Linked DNA regions of Cyprinus carpio: region 2 is linked to region 1. The links are chromatin contacts, called in public Hi-C maps. All regions are on one chromosome and are shown on one strand. Each heading gives the region's core, a stretch centred on a gene start, on an enhancer-like site or on the middle of the called end of the contact. The rest is flanking DNA. Distances are from core to core; before and after follow the strand shown.

Region 1 (3,646 bases), core at 1,019-3,518:
GCTATTTTTATACCCAATCATGTTTCCAATTGACCTAGTTGCAAAGTTGCAAAATGGTCCTCCAGCTGTTCCTTATATGTATATTTAACTTTTCCGGCCTCTTATTGCTACCTGTCCCAACTTTTTTGGAATGTGTAGCTCTCATGAAATCCAAAAGGAGCCAATATTTGGCATGACATTTCAAAATGTCTCATTTTCAACATTTGATATGTTATCTATATTCTATTGTGAATAAAATATAAGTTTATGAGATTTGTAAATTATTCCATTCATTTTTAACTCAAGATTCGTACAGTGTCCCAACTTTTTTGGAATCGGGTTTGTAAATATATATATATATATATATATATATATATATATATATATATATATATATTACAGGACATAAATAATTAATAACTCACAATTCTCTATTATAAGTGTTTGCACTTTTATGTTTTAGTATATTAATCATAGTTTTCATTTCAAACTTACACAGAGGACAACTATAGACTACAATGTTCAGGTCATACCAAAGGTAATAAAATGGATTCAAGATTCAAGCTTTCTATTTTCTACTTCTGAAACTAAACTTGCAGTGGTGTAGTAGCCTAAGAATATAGGAAAACATTGCTATTTTTATGTGATTTTATTAATTAGACCTTTTCTTTTTCCTTTTGCAAAAGTGTCTTTTTCCCATTGTCCGAGGCACGGACGGGGTTCGAACCCGCGATCTTCGGTTTACGAGACCGACGCCTTACCACTTGGCCACCGCGCCCAATGGCCAACCGCGCGTAAATTACGTTATTTGGTGAAATATCGACCAAATAAAAATAAAAATTTAACGATTGATTTTAATTTTTCGTTGATTAATTCTCTCATATGAGTCCATGCATCGTCTTTATACATATTATAGAAGCACTCTAACGATCCAAGTCTTTTTTATTCCCTCTGCTAAATTGGACACATCCGGTAGACGTTAGCTCGGAGGTTTCCCGGATGTGTAACGATTCAAATAAAAAAAAAGTCTACAACACTTCAAATTAAAAGTACAACAACTATATCTCCCACATCAGCCAATAAACGTTCGCAAAATGCGTGTCATTAGAAATTACAGTTACAAAGTACAGATCCAGCAAGCAAAAATATTTCCCGAGTCTATGTATCTGTATGCTGTATTTGTAAAGTAACACATTCACATTATTTTACACCAATGGCATTTCTCCATAGTATTTGATAGAGTCCGAAGCATATATCAATCTATTTGAACCATAGATTTTAATGCAATACAGGTTGAATAGACTTCAAAGGTAGATGTAATAAAAAAGATTAAAATAAAAATCTAGTGTTAGGCTATAGATTCCCTAGAAATAATATTTTATTATTTATTATTTTATTAATATTTTATTATTTTTATTACACTCTTTATTGGGAATAAAAGGCCATTATATATTCCCGAGAACCAAAAATAAATAAATAAATAAATATAAAAATGTAACTTTGTTGTTTTTTAAAAGTCATTACATTGATCGGAGCATAAGAAGCAAATGGAGATAAAACATTAAAAAACAAAAACAAAAAAAAGATATTTCACATTTTATTCTATGTATCATATTTCCCTCAGAGTGTTAAATTTGGTCATTCTGTTAAAGTTCAGTCATATTTAAAGAACAAGGAGAGGGAGTGTTTATGATCAAACCTCTGATATCTCTAAAAAGCCCTGAATATGCTCTGTACAGACTGAACACCGTGGCATGTATTGTCTCGGAGAAATTCACTAAAATACAGTGTCCTCTACAGAAGACAAAAGTCTATGCCTGGGTCTCAGGAGCTATTATGTAATATAAGCATAATATGTTTGTCTTGTCTTTGACGTGCTATCAAAGTAGATAGCTCATATATATGTCAGTCCACACAACTGAGTTGAACGTGTGATCACATTAAAAACTGTACTGAGAAGCAGGGCGTTTCAAAGTCGTTTTCTAAAGCAATGCATAGCAATCGCCCCACTTGTTTGATTCAGTCACGAATGATCAGGAATCGGTGTTTATTAAAGTTAACTGAAATAAATATATCGAGAGCCCCTAAACACAAAGTATAGGCTACTAACGTTACTTTTCTGTTGTCTAAAAATGACAACAAACAAACAAACGTCCGATAACATTTTCAAAAACAGCTAGGGGCTCGGCATTTTATTTCACACACCCTGCGCTTTTCCTGACTACATTCTTTATATTTAAAAAAAAAAAAAAAAACGAATTTCCCGCGAAAAAAATAATAAGCGAAACGGAAGGCTGCGCGAGCTCTCAGTCAGCACACTCTCTACCGAACTTGACTCAATGTTCAAACTCGAGGTTTTATCAGCTGTGTGGAATACATTCAAGACAGAGGGCGGGTAATATTCAAGCACTTTCGATTCAGGCTGTTTCTAATAGGACGGAAGGCTTCTCGGCTTACTTGTATACGTTAGTCCTAATAAGTAAACAGCAGCGGTGTTCTCGTAACGACAGAACAGCGGACCACTCATCAGTAAGCATACTTTTTTTTTGCCGCGGTGGGTTTTTGTGTTGTAGTCAGCGCTTAGTATCGCGTGGAATCCAGATCACACATGATCCGGTAAGAGCTCGCGACGCGCTCGATTCTACACGCTGACGAGACGTTGTCGCGAATTCCATCCGGTCTGTAAAACAAACTGAAGTGCCGGCTCGTTTATGTTAACTGTTACTCTGTCGAGGGGGCGAACCGGTCTCGGCTGCTCTCCCTTTGTTCGGGCCCAAGACTCGGCTGAATCCACCGGAGTTCCGTTTCAAACGTCTCATTCGAGCGCGAACGCTATATTAGGATGGCTCCACAGAAGCACGGATCTGGTGGAAATGGTTTTTACGGCAACAACACGAGCAAAGCGGCTAATGGAGGAGCGCACGTATCGTCCGGTGTTGTGATGACTTCAGCCAAGCGACCCAAGATGGAGCAGGTCCAAGCCGACCACGAACTCTTCCTGCAAGCCTTCGAGAGTAAGTTGCTCGCGAATCCAACTTTTCCCCATAGTCTCTTTGTATGTACAACAAATTGCTGTTTTTCGAGCACACTTGCCAGTATCCGATTGCTTCACGACCCATACTCTTAGCTGAAGGGCTAAACAGCAATACTAACTTTAACGTTAAGGTTACCTGGTAAACTGTGTGCAGTAGTTCGCAGAATGCTTAAATAAGCCGGATAGTTCACGATAAAAGTCGCATGTCGTGTTTTTTACCCACGGTAGAGGGATTTAGACACGTATTAATTGTCTAGGCCACATCCTATATGAAAATTGGACACGTGCATCAAGAGATGACACGTGCTTTGTGGTGCTTTTATGTGTTTTATTATTTTAATATGACATTGGGGGCTTGCTGTCATAGAAGAGCAATGGACAACAGTCGTGAAAAGCACAAACCCCTTGAAAACCTCTCTGCAGTTTTTCTACACTAGCTCAGACAAGTAGTGTACTTTCCAAACTGCCACCTTGATTCATGTGTAAGGGTGTCATTGTATAAAAAATAGGTTTAATTGTATAGACACTTGCTCGATGTGTATCTAAAATAGTAGTGTCTTTGTTTTTTTACCAAATGCGTGTCTCATTCTGGCAACATCGGTGTGCATGATACTACTGCATTTCTGTTCACAG
Region 2 (3,208 bases), core at 50-2,549, 230 kb after region 1:
AAAATTTAACTTTCACTACTCAAGTGTACAGGCAAAAAAAAAACGTTTCCATTTAAGCAATATTCACAAATATAATAAGTCATAACATAACTGACTTAGCCAAACAAAACTCGACGTTAGAGTAACACAATGACAACGCCGGGGATATCAGGATTTAGCCTTTTCACATTAACGTTAGCAAAGATTAGCTTCGAGCTCGATAAACACCTTTTCCCAAACACATACAACTACTCTTTCAGGCCACGTACACACTTTAGTTTCTGTTAACTCACAGCACCTTTAAAACAGTGTATAAACCGCTTCTATGCCGAGCTTACCTTCTTTAGTCTGAGCGTTGGTGATCTGCAGGTCGCAATCCGCGGCCTTCAGCTTTTCTCGGCCCATGATCTGGCGCTTCAGATCACTGAGCGTGATGTGAAGGCCATCGAAGGTGACCGTGTCGTAGTTGAGTTTAGAAGAGAACTTGTAATGGACACAAGACATGTTTAAACAATCCTCGTGGTCAAACACCACCACCACACACAACCAAACTCAACTAACGTTACAGTGCGCACGACCGCGTGGGCTCTCCCAGCGATCACCCTTTACTCAGTGTCAGTTTATCAGCTTAACAGTTTAAGAACAACAGCCATGTCTGCTCATCATCTCAACACTCTTTTAAACTAAGAGTCACCACCACTAAGGAGGTCGTGTGGATTTAGCCTCACGTGAATAACTGCGGATTGAAAAGTGTTCAAAGAGACTGTGATCAAAGACGCAAGTGACTAAGTCCACGGGGATTTCCCGGCAGAAGCCAGAAACGCTCCTGCTGTTTCTCAATGTCCCAGAACCGTGTGGCGGTTAGCCGTGAGCTGTCCGTAACTCCGATTTAGAAATACAGAGTTCAAACAGTGTCCGTAGAGTCCGGTCAAATACGTCGCCCCAGTGTCCGCGTCAAAGTCCCTCCGGAATGTTTGTTCGGTGCAGTCCAAAATTCAACAAAACCCAACCGACGTCGTTTGAAGCAGGGCCTGAAACACAATGTGGCTAGCAGCTAGTGTGATCAACCCAAAATGGCGTCCTTCACACATACAAAAACAAAAGACTAAAGCAAACCCATTACAAAACGCCAATACAAAATCAGCATACAGAACGATTCTCCTTTTATCAAAATACTGCCGCGGTAATCCAGTCGCTCCGTCCTCAACTCTGACGACCGCAGAGATGTTTAAATCACACTTTCAACGTACTGACCACATTCGGTTGCGAAAACAACCCGACGACTCCACGCACTCAAGGGGTTTCCGCTGGAAGCGCAGGGGCAAAGAAGGAGGAGCCACGAGTGCGCGTGCGCAGATGCTACCAGTTGCGGGATGTTAGTAATAAAAGAATTTGTTGTTATTTTTTTTATTACATTGCTTGGAGCATAAGAAACAAATTTGTGAAGGACGCCAGGACTAAGTAAAAAAAAAAAAAAACTAAATAAATAAATAATAAAAAATACACAAGACATGAAAGGCATGTAGCCTATAGGAAAAACCAGTGTTTTATTTTTTCATTCACCAATCAGTGTTTAGGTTTCAGGCTATTTTTTTTTAATCCAAACTTTGTACAAAGATGACTCTCAACTATGTTAATGAGAATGTAAGAATGATTTGATATAGCCCACTACTGTACTTTATGGAATATGTTCATGAAATGGCCATAAATTTGTTTTTCCATTCTAGAAATTGCATCTATACATTGCATCTAATTTGCATATTAATATGTTCTTGGGGCAAACCATAATGAAAAAAAAAAGAGTTGTATTAATAGGAGTAGTAACATTTTCATAAGAATATCTCAATGTCATAGAAATATTGATCTATAATTTCTTTCTCTATTGACTTGTTGTGTCTCCCCATAATGCCTGATTAACATGTTGTTTGTCCTGGTGTCCTCTACAGAAGACATGCATAAAAATGATGTCCTGTTTCATAAAAAGTCATATTCCGATTTGAAACCTCATAACATTTTTCTGAGATTTATTTATGACAAACAATTTCAAAATTAGCCAGATTTAATTACAGAACATTATCATATTTCCATTAGAGTGTTAAATTTGATCATTCTGTTAAAGTTCAGTCATGTTTAAAGAACAAGGAGAGGGAGTGTTTATGATCAAACCTCCAAACATCTGATATCTCTAAAAAGCCCTGAATATGCTCTGTACAGACTGAACACCGTGGCATGTATTGTCTCGGAGAAATTCACTAAAATACAATGTCCTCTACAGAAAACAAAAGTCTATGGGTCCCAGGAGTATAGGTTTTATATATATACATATATATATATATATAGTTTACACAAAACTTTTATTGTTTTAAATGCAGTGATTGTTTTCAGGTTGCTTGGTTTCATTAACAAAAGCCAAAATTTTTTGTTAGTTGAGAATTTACATTTTATGGAATTTTGCTAAACGTATTAAAAGATAAATAGGCATAACATTAAAGACTGTAAGACTGAACGGTAAATCATTCCTGCCTGCAGCTATAAGGCTCTTTAATGTGTAATGTATTTTATCAGGTAATGTGTAATAACTGTAATAATAAATTATTAATATATTTATTTATTTATTTTTGTATTATGTCTTGGAATGTATTACATGTTTTTATGTTTTCTTTTTAGTGTAAGATTCCCTTTTAGGTGTTTAGTTAGGTAGATATGTCTGTGTGCAAGGACTGAATTGTGGCTTCTGCTGTAACAATATAATTTACTGTGAAGGATTAATAAAATATTTAATAATAATAAAAAATAAATATGATAATATTGCTTTTCCTTACATCGGTCATCAAAGCCCCCCCAAAAAAATTATAAAAGTGCATGAATCAAAAATGATTGGCCAAAATGTTTTGATAAAATGACAGTGTCATTTACAGCTGTCTTACAAAAAAGGTCACACTTTGTTCTTTTGGTGATTATTTGTTTGGTATTTAATAATTACTTTTAAGTTTAATTGGTAATTATTTCGTGAATTAATTTACACGAAATTCCTTTAATTATAGCATATTTACTATAAGATATTTGTATGATAATAACCAAACCTTCTCCAATTTACATTATTTCGGAGGCCTACACTTTGTTTTTGAGGACTTATGATTTATGGCCACCAGATGGCTGTCTATATTTACAAATTCTCTTATTACCACTTGTGCTAGAGATGTTGTGCCGCTTGTAGCATTAAACTAAA

Evidence for each region. A called contact is a pair of places that touch in the nucleus more often than the background predicts.
Region 2: a Hi-C map of liver shows a contact between it and region 1, with 13 times the contacts expected there. The contact joins the promoter of LOC122134223 here to the promoter of LOC109058280 in region 1. A contact is called at or near these places in 5 of 8 Hi-C or Micro-C datasets (liver, red blood cells and skeletal muscle).

Annotation. Positions count from the first base shown.
Region 1 is chrA3:20,410,705-20,414,350 of ASM1834038v1, forward strand. LOC109058280 (polycomb protein suz12-A) reads left to right here and starts at 2,269. Exons shown (of 16, transcript XM_019075493.2): 1 at 2,269-2,993. The coding sequence starts at 2,822. trnat-cgu (a tRNA gene) reads right to left here and starts at 757; the gene lies at 686-757.
Region 2 is chrA3:20,646,482-20,649,689 of ASM1834038v1, forward strand. It overlaps LOC122134223 (E3 ubiquitin-protein ligase RBBP6-like), which reads right to left and starts at 1,300. Exons shown (of 7, transcript XM_042722863.1): 1 at 318-1,300. The coding sequence starts at 483.